Linked DNA regions of Mus musculus: region 1 is linked to region 2. A link is a contact called in public HiChIP or PLAC-seq data. All regions are on one chromosome and are shown on one strand. The core of a region is the stretch at or near the end of the contact, and the rest is flanking DNA. Distances in the headings are between cores, read along the strand shown.

Region 1 (4,408 bases), core at 944-3,443, 790 kb before region 2:
CCATCCATCTTGCACACTGGCAAACATTAATTACCACAGTGAAGTAGAATCTGTCCTGTCCTCAAGAACTCAGTATCATACTTGGGGTGGCGGGGGGGGGGGGGGGGGGACCGCAGTGAAAATACAGTTTTGAAACAACATCTCACTACATATGAAAGCATTTAAGACAACTACGGTGGTTTAAAAATATATATATCTCCTGAGATGATTGAAGGCTGATTTTCCAATGAGCCTTAAAGAAAACACTAAGCATATAAGTAAGTACCTTTGGGAAACACTGACTGACACAATTTCAAGACAATCATAACACCTTTTTATTACTAACTTACATGCATGTGTGTGAGAATGTGGGGACCCTGGAGTAAACCCACTCCCCTGAGAGATGTCACCAGCCCTTAAAAAGAGTATCTATCTATACCATGCAAAGGTCATCTCTTCTCAAGTAAATTTTCTTTAGATACTATGTTTACAACATTCCTAGTTAGGCTTAAAATGTTTTAAATCACACCCTAAGGGGGCTGGAGAGATGGCTCAGTGTAGTTAAGAGCACTTGCTGCTCTTCCAGAGGACCTGGGTTCAGTTCTCAGCACCTACATGGGGCAGCTCACATCTGGGGCAGCTCACATCTGCTGCAACTCCAGCTCCAGGGGACCTGATGCTTACTTGGGCAGCTGCACTCACAGGAATATATCTGTAAACAGACACACACATACCTACAGAATCTTTAAATCACTTCTCCCAAACTATTTTTCCTAAAGTATACTAAACAATTAAGTACTTTCAAGTTGGAGAACAGAGAGTCACAATCATCAATGTATTTCTAAGATACAAAATGTTTTACTGAAATAAGTACTAAGGAACTATGTTTACCATATCACTTCTACCAAGAATGAAATTTATGTCAAAATAGGAATAACCTTATAAAATACTAGGAAAATGTAGGATGACACAGATATGGGAAAATGTAGTTTGAATATATACAAAACACCTACTTTAATCTGTCAGGAACTAAATACATAGCTGAAAATAAATTATAAACCTTTTAGCCATTAAAGTGAAACTCAAGCACATAATAAAGTAAAAATTAAGCAACCAAAAGGGAATTACAATCTACAAATAGACTTTTTAAATGAATGAATTAAAAGGAATAAGTAGTTTCGAAATCTGTCAAAATATCACACTGAATATAAATTCCAATACCTCAAATGAATATTTGTCACAAATCAAGTTTGTGTAAATTATCTTTTCATCTAAACCACCTCTGGGCCCACAAGTGGCTGACGTGCAATATTCCCTGTTTCTTAAGCAGAAATGCAATCTTGCAAGGCCAAAAATAAAATATGTAATACAATAATAAAGAATAAGGAGTAAGGCCTCTCATTTTCAGAGACAGACCATGACTAACTCGGGGTGGTTGTCGTTGGTAGAGATCTCCTTATAATAGACTTTACTACTTAAACGACGAATGGTACTAAAGAAATACTATCACCTTTATTTTTAATTAAGGTAAGACGGTTCCAATCATCACTATTGCAGTTCAATTTCTGCTATTTAAGGGCTGGCAGATGGATTGAATACACCCACACACCCTCAAGGGATGGAAAAATCACCACCCTTCTCCCACGGACTTTAACGAAAATTAGCAGGTAAGCGAGGCCTCCCCAGCACGCTGGAAATCAAAGAGGGCGGCCCTGAGGCTCGGACTGCAGAGCAAAGCCTAGTCCTCCGACCCCACCTCCCCACACCTTCCTCGAAGGGGGAAAGGGGCGGAAGGGCTCATTAGTGCCTTCATTAATTGACACCTGTAATGAGGAAACTTTCCGAGACCGCCCAAGCCGGACCCGGCCGGGGCTGCGCCGCGGCCTCTCGGGCGCCCAGGTAACCCGGCGGCCTGGGCCCGAGGCGCCGCGACGGCCGCCGCCACCACGCACCTTCCCGGGCACACAGGCCCGTACGCCGGGCCGGCCCGGTCGCCGCAGCCCGCAGGCCGGGAAGGCAGGCAAGGCGGGAGAGCACAGCCCAGGGACCCCCAAACCGTGCACCCCGACGGGTCCCCTACCCGGCGACTTACTTTCATTTAACACCTCCACCAGGTCTGCGCAGTTCTCGCACATCGTTCGGCCGCCGCCCCCCCCTCCCCCGCTTAGGATCGCGCTGACTGATCCCGACCGGCGGGGGGGAGGGGACGGAGGCAGGGGAGGGGGCCGGCCTGCCGGCGGGGCGGGGAAGCGACGAGGGCGGGCGGCGGCGGCGAGGACGGGGCGGGGAGCCGCGGGTGGGGGAGGGGGCCGGCGGGCCCGGGAGCGGGAGCGGGCGGGGGCGAGGAGGGGGGCGAGGGGAGCGCAGGCCTCAGGGGCGCCTAGGCGCCGGCGGCGGGGGAAGGGGGAAGGACGGGGGAGGGGAGAGGGAGGGGTGGGTGGGGAGAGAAGCAGCAGAGTCACTTCACCACCGACCAGACGCCGCGGCCACCGCCGCCGCCGCCGCCATTTTAATGGAGCGCTCGGGCTGCGCTCGGCTCTTTCCGCCCAGGCGAAGGAGCCGAAGAGAGGCGCCTCGCGCACTCATTCCTCCGCCCTCCTCGCTGCCCCCGCCCTCCGCCTCTCTCCGCACACACGCCGCACGCCCTGCCGGAGCCGCTGGCCGCCCTCCCTTTCCTCTTCCGTCCGGCCTCCCCGCCCTCGGTCCACCCCCTGTGCGCGCTCGCCCTCCCCGCCCAGCCGGATCTCTGTCAGCGGCCGGAAGGGGAGCGCGCCGCCCGCCGCCGCGGGGGGAGGCGGGTGAGTGGAAGATGGCGGAGGCTGCGGGCGGGTCGCGGGTACGCGGCCTCTCCCGCCCCTACGGGCTCCGCGCTCCGGGAGACTCGGCCGGAGCCGCGACGGATGGCCCGCCCCGTCCCCTGCCGCGGCGCGGCGCCTCCTGATCTCCCGCACCCCCGAGGGGAAGCGGTGAAGTTTGCCTGTCCTTCGGGTACTTTGAGGGTGGAGACGGCCGCGGGTCAGCAGATGCTGGCAACGCCGCGGCTCGCTCCCCACCTGGCTTCGGGAGAATGGAACAGCCCAGGGCGCGTCTTAACCTGAATCCCTGTTTATCTCAGCCGTGCGGTTCTGTGAGGCTCATGGATCCTCAGCAGTGAAACACCTTGACAGGACTAGAAATGGCGCGGTTGAGAAACCGTGACACCTCGTTTTTACGCACGAGGTCTTACAACGTGTGTGTCTACCCATTCATTCTTCATCGGAAACGCTCTATTAGGCTTTTTCATCAGAGAGAGACAGCGAGAGCTAGTACCGTGAGGAACGAAGCCTGGCGTGATGGTTTACGACAGTACTTCCTAAATGCAGGCAGGAGGGTTGCTCCGAGTTCGAAGGCAGCCTGAGCGACTTTTATAACCCCATTTGCCCAGTGCCAAAAGAAATGGAGCCAGGAGTGGAAAACAAGTGAAAGGGACACCCAACTTAAGTTTGGTATTGCATTAAGAACTAGAAGCTCGGGCTGGTGAGATGGCTCAGTGGGTAAGAGCACCCGACTGCTCTTTCGAAGGTCCGAAGTTCAAATCCCAGCAACCACATGGTGGCTCACAACCACCCGTAATGAGATCTGATGCCCTCTTCTGGTGCGTCTGAAGACAGCTACAGTGTACTTACATATATAATAAATAAATAAATCTTAAAAAAAAAAAAAAAAAAAAAAAAGAACTAGAAGCTCAGAAAGATGGCTCAGCAATAAGAGCACTTGAAACTCTTGCGGAGGATCCAGATTCAATTCCCAGCACCCACATGGTGCTCATAACCATCTATATCCTGTTCCAGGGCATTCGAATCCCTCTTCAGACTTCTGCGGTCACCGTCCACACTCCTAGCACACACACACACATACATACATACATACATACATACATACATACATTAAGGCAAAAAAAAAAAGAGTAATTTTTTAAACAATTTTTACAGGACAACTTAGTGTTAGTTTTTACCTTCACTAATTTCTGTTTCTAAGATACTTCCACAGGGATATGACAACAAAGTCTGAAAGGTCATGTGCATGACCCCAAACCAAAACTTGAGCACATGTTAATGAGGGCCCCGGTATTAATCTTCTACGATGTCTTGTCAAGGTGTGTCACACTTTTTCTGTGCACTAGAACTGCTTCTAACTTCATGCTGTTTTTGCACGGCGCTATAAAGTTTCACTCCAACCTATTCCTGTTATTTCCTATGAGCTTTGTGAGTTGTGTAGCTGTTTTCCCTTCATCCTTCTCCCATCCTCTCCCCACTTAGAGTCTTCCTATCAATGATTATTGACTCAGCAGACATCACCTTCAGGCTAACCTTTGTCAGCCCTCTTAACAATCTTTTTTTTTTTCTCCCAGTACATCCCAGGTTTTTTGAAATGCCATCAATGAACCTTG
Region 2 (4,859 bases), core at 343-2,842:
TTTCAAGATCAAAGCCAGTCTGGACTACTTAGAAAATTTCAGGATAGCCCAGGTACTTCTTGATTGCATTGTAACCAAATAAATTTTGTTGTTGTTTGTTTTAAAGGCTATGGGGATATAGCTTGAGAAGAGTGGCTGTTTAGAATGTCAGGGTTTTGATTTTATGTAGGCTCATGTCCATACTTCAACACATCAAATTTATACAATTGAAAAATCAGACCAAATGAAGAGGAACCACAAGGCACAAGGTGTGAGTTCATTAAATTTTACAAAAGTTCCAGTTAAGTTCTGTAATGAGATAAAATTTAAGTATTATATAATTGGTCAGACAAATTTTTCTGACCAATTAATTGCCTGTCTTGGCAGAGACAGTGAACTTAAACAGCTTTTCTCACGTTTGAATGTCTGGGAAAACAATATTTTCTGACACGTAAGAACCATAAGAAATTACAGGGCTGATGTCTTTACCTAGTTCTATTGCTGTCCACACCATCACGACTATCTAGGCTGCTGAGGCTCTAAAGAACTTCAGAACAAATGTCACCCCCGCCCCCCCCACACACACTTTTTTTCCCAGAGACTTTGTATTATTCGATTTTAGTGCCCCGTACGGCTCACACTTTGAATCGGAAACACGAAATCCTAATTTTACAGGCTTTTCTCCATATAGCGTAAATTACACGAATGACCAAGGTGACAACATGCAATGATGGCAAGTGGTTTGCTTTTCAATGCCCTATTTAAGAAATAAAAATAAAAATAAGAAAGCCCAAACCAAGCCATCGAAAGGATTTCCAATTCCTTGATTTCAAAGGAGACAACCATGTATGCTGTCCTCCTGATTGAGGAGGCAGAAGCTGGAGTTAACTCGTTGGTATTTCGTTTTTAGATTTCGGGAGGAGAGTTTTTTATACAGGGAGAAAGAAGGAACAGGCAGAGGAAGGCCTTGTCGGTTTGGCAGCAGCCGGTCTTGCTCTGCTAGGAGGGGTTTGGACACAGCCCGGTTTTGTGTGAGCCGGCGGCTGTCACGCTGGGGACTCAGCGGGGACCCGCGTGGGGAAGAAGGCGTTCCTGATCCGCATCCTGATCCGCTCGGCGACCGCGCCACCGGGTGCAGTAGCTGCGGCGGCGGAAGCGCGTGGTCTCCCGGGTCCGCCGCAGGGCCGTGGTTTCTCCCGGGGCACAGAGCCCTGGCTGAAGCCGGAGCAGCCATCTTTCACCCGGGCACGGCCTGTGCGGCCTCCCGCCCGCGAGCCACACCCCCGCGTGGGCCTGCGCCCTCGCCACTCACCGGCCGCATCACTGGACTCTGGCCCGGTGCGGCTGGAGTCGCCGAACACGGTGAGGCTGAGGTTGCTCAGGCGCTGGCGAACAGGGTCCGGCAGCTCCATGCCTGGCCTGCCCGCTGGCCTCTCACACACCCGCTAGTCGGCGGGCACAGCGGCGCGTGGCGGTTCCCTTGGCAACCGGGCAGTGCGGGGCCCCTAGGGACCTGGTACCTGGGCTTCCCCGAACGCTACAGAATCCTCCAGAGGCTTCCCCTTGGAGAGGCGAGCCAGGGCCACGGGCCCGCAGCCTAACGTGGCCTAGTGCTGCTGAAAATGGCGGGTTCCTCCGTCTTGCTTTAAAGCCGCGTCGTCTTAAGATGATCACAAGTAATAAGCCATTCGGACCTGGGCTGAGCCACAAGGAGCTCTCACACCATAGCAATTCCTCTGCAAAATTGGTGCACCATTTCTTGAGGGAAATGGAAAACGAACATAGATATTTTAAAAAAATGCCCTTGACATTCTTTTTATTATTATTAGATATTTTCTTTATATACATTTCAAATGCTATCCCGAAAGTTCCCTATACCCTCCCTCTGCCCTCCTCCCCTACCCACCCACTCCCACTTCTTGGCCCTGACATTCCTCTGTACTGGGGCATATAAAGTTTGCAGTACCAAGGGGCCTCTCTTCCCAATGATGGCCAACTAGGCCATCTTCTGCTACATATGCAGCTAGAGACATGAGCTCTGGGGGTACTGGTTAGTTCATATTGTTGTTCCACCTATAGGGTTGCAGACCCCTTCAGCTCCTTGGGTGCTTTCTCTGGCTTCTCCATTGGGGGCCCTGTGTTCCATTTTATAGATGACTGTGAACATCCACTTCTGTATTTGCCAGGCACTGGCATAGACTCATATGAGACAGCTATGACAGGGTCCCTTCAGCAAAATCTTGCTGGCATATGCAATAATGTCTGGGTTTGGTGGCTGATTATGGGATGGATCTCTGGGTGGGGTATTCTCTGGAAAGTCCATCCTTTCGTCTTAGCTCCAAACTTTGTCTCTGTAACTCCTTTCATGGGTATTTTGTTCCCTATTAGAAGGAGGAATGAAGTATCCACCCATTGGTCTTCCCTCTTCTTGATTTTCTTGTGTTTTGCAAATTGTATCTTGGGTGTTCTATGTTTCTGGGCTGATATCCACTTATCAGTGAGTGCATATCTAATGACTTCTTTTGTGATTGGGTTACCTCACTAAGGATGTTCCTCAGAAAATTGCCCTTGACATTCTTAAGAGGGTGGATGAGCCAAGCATACCTGCTTCAGAAGACAGGGAAATAACTTAAAAGTATTGAAAGCAGTTGTTTCTGGAATATAGGTGATTTTAAAACTAAAAATATCAGCCTTTCCCTGCTTTCTCTTAAGACATATCATTTTAGCATTTAGAAGGCAGAGACAGGAGATCTCCAGTTTAAGGTTAGCCTGGGATACATTGCAAAATCCTCAAAAACCAAAACAAACCATTAGGTGTAATAGACATAAAGAAAAGCACAGTCGGATGTATTAGGTCCCAGGTCAGTCAACAGTATCATCATCTCCAGGAGCTACCCTTTCTCAGTTGCTTGTGAAGCAGTGGCCTGTTTTATACTTTATAGTAGACTGATTGCACATTCAAGTTTAAAAAGAAAATCTGACTTTGCTGTCAACATTTTTTATGAATTTTCTTTCATGTTGATAAGTTCCTGTGTAATTTCTACTTAGGAGCAGTTATGACAAGTGCCACTCTTGGTGAAAATGCTTGTTGATGAACATACATGTTTATGTTGAGTATAACATACACATTTATGTAGAGTGTAACCTACATGTTTATGTTGAAACATACATGTTTATGCCAGTGTAACATGTTTATGTCGAATGTGTCCGGGGAAGTGCTGAGGCAAGTGGTATGTAAGACCAATTTTATTGGGATCTGCCAAGGCTTTCTCAAAGAGGTTTCAGCAAACTCTCCAGCTATATTCGAACATTCCTGTCACTCTGTGAGCTTTACCAAGACTTATATTCCACTCTTCCCTTTTAATCTTTCTGGTAAAGGGTTCTGGGCCTAGAGATATCTCAGTGGTTGCCAACACTCATTGATCTTGCAGAGGACCCAAGTTCATTTCCCTTTACCCACATGGTGACTCACAACCATCTCTAACTCCATCAGAAATCTCTTTCTGATCTCCAAGGGCATCGAACACACAAGTGGTGTACAAACAAAACTTCAGGCTAAATTCGTGTAAAATGAATAAATCCAATTTTAAAAGTCAAGATCATGGCAAGCAGTAACATTTTACAATTCTTTTCATAAAATATAGTTCTTGTTCTGAAGGGAGTAAGAAAGAATCTATTCTGAGCTAACTATGAGTGCCTGTAGCCTGGTAACGTGGATTCAGGTCATCCTAATAATGTTTGTACTATTAGAGAATGCAAGATAGCCATAATGCATCTACTAAATACATTACTGGCGATGTTGGGTAGGCAGGTCATAGCAAAGCAGGGACATCTCTGCCACAGGCCTCACATGCTGGGAGTTTCCAGAGTATGTGTTGTGCATTGGGTTCATTGCTATTTGTGTCGATTCAGCTCCCAAAATGTCTGTGCTGAGGCTCCCTGCCCCAACTTGGCTCTGATTAGGAAATAAAGTTGCCATCGGCCAATGACTGGGCAGGGAGACAGAACTTTAGATTTCCCAGGCAAGGAAGCAGGAGAGAGAAGGGCTTTTAGAATCGTCATGGTAGGAAACCGGGAGAAATCAGACTTGAGGGAGCAGGAGACAAAGCATCCAGCCATGTAAGAGTCAGGGAAGCAGCCCTAGGGCCACTTCCCCAATTGGGTCTGGGAATAGGAGAGATGAAATACAGATTTCAGAAAACAATAATTTAGGAATATCAGAGGGGAGAGTATGCTAGTCACAGAAAGGTTTGGAAATGCCCAGCCATTGTGCTGTTTAAGGCATATTAAAAATAAAGCTGCCTGCCTCTGTGTGTGTGTGTGTGTGTGTATGTGTGTGCTTCATTTGTTAATCCAAAACATTTGGGTGGGTGTAGAAGAACTGTGTGCTCCTGCTGGGGGGTTAGAGAGAATTAATAATTTACTGGTACAGGTATATAAATACTAGGTTCCTGAGAAGCAGTGTGGGTGGTGGTTGGTTGTTCATGGGGGTTGGATGCAGTTTGTTAGCAGTCGTGCTCAAAGAAGAAACAAGAAAGAAATTAGATTCAGATATCTCTCTTTTATCATCAAAATACAAACAGCACCAGGGCAATCCACAACAAGGGGGTAAAATGGAAGGGGAAGAGATAAAGAGTGGGAGAAAGAATAACCCACAAAGAAGAAAAGACCAGCCACACAGTTTCTCTGACTACAGTCCTCTGTAAATTCTAGTCAGAGATGGCTAGGAGAAGCTGGCAAACTTTTGCTTCAGATCAGGGTGGAACTCAAGCCCCAGCATCTTCAAAAAAGGCTTTCAGGACCGCCCTAAGGCTACTTGGAGGCTCTTGACAATTTCCTACCTGCTCTAGCCACAGCACTGGGCTCTCTGTCCTATAATT

Evidence for each region. HiChIP or PLAC-seq counts read pairs in DNA pulled down with a chosen protein or histone mark.
Region 1: a contact with region 2 is called in a FOXA1 HiChIP or PLAC-seq map of pancreatic cancer cells. The contact joins the promoter of Usp34 here to the promoter of Tmem17 in region 2. A contact is called at or near these places in 2 of 115 datasets of contacts at active chromatin or transcription factors (astrocytes and pancreatic cancer cells).

What each region holds. Positions count from the first base shown.
Region 1 is chr11:23,304,680-23,309,087 of GRCm38.p6, reverse strand. Usp34 (ubiquitin specific peptidase 34) reads right to left here and starts at 2,193. Exons shown (of 80, transcript NM_001190401.2): 1 at 2,072-2,193. The coding sequence starts at 2,114.
Region 2 is chr11:22,509,016-22,513,874 of GRCm38.p6, reverse strand. Tmem17 (transmembrane protein 17) reads right to left here and starts at 1,592. Exons shown (of 4, transcript NM_153596.3): 1 at 1,292-1,592. The coding sequence starts at 1,391. Gm46274 (a long non-coding RNA gene) reads left to right here and starts at 4,352. Exons shown (of 2, transcript XR_001780167.2): 1 at 4,352-4,859.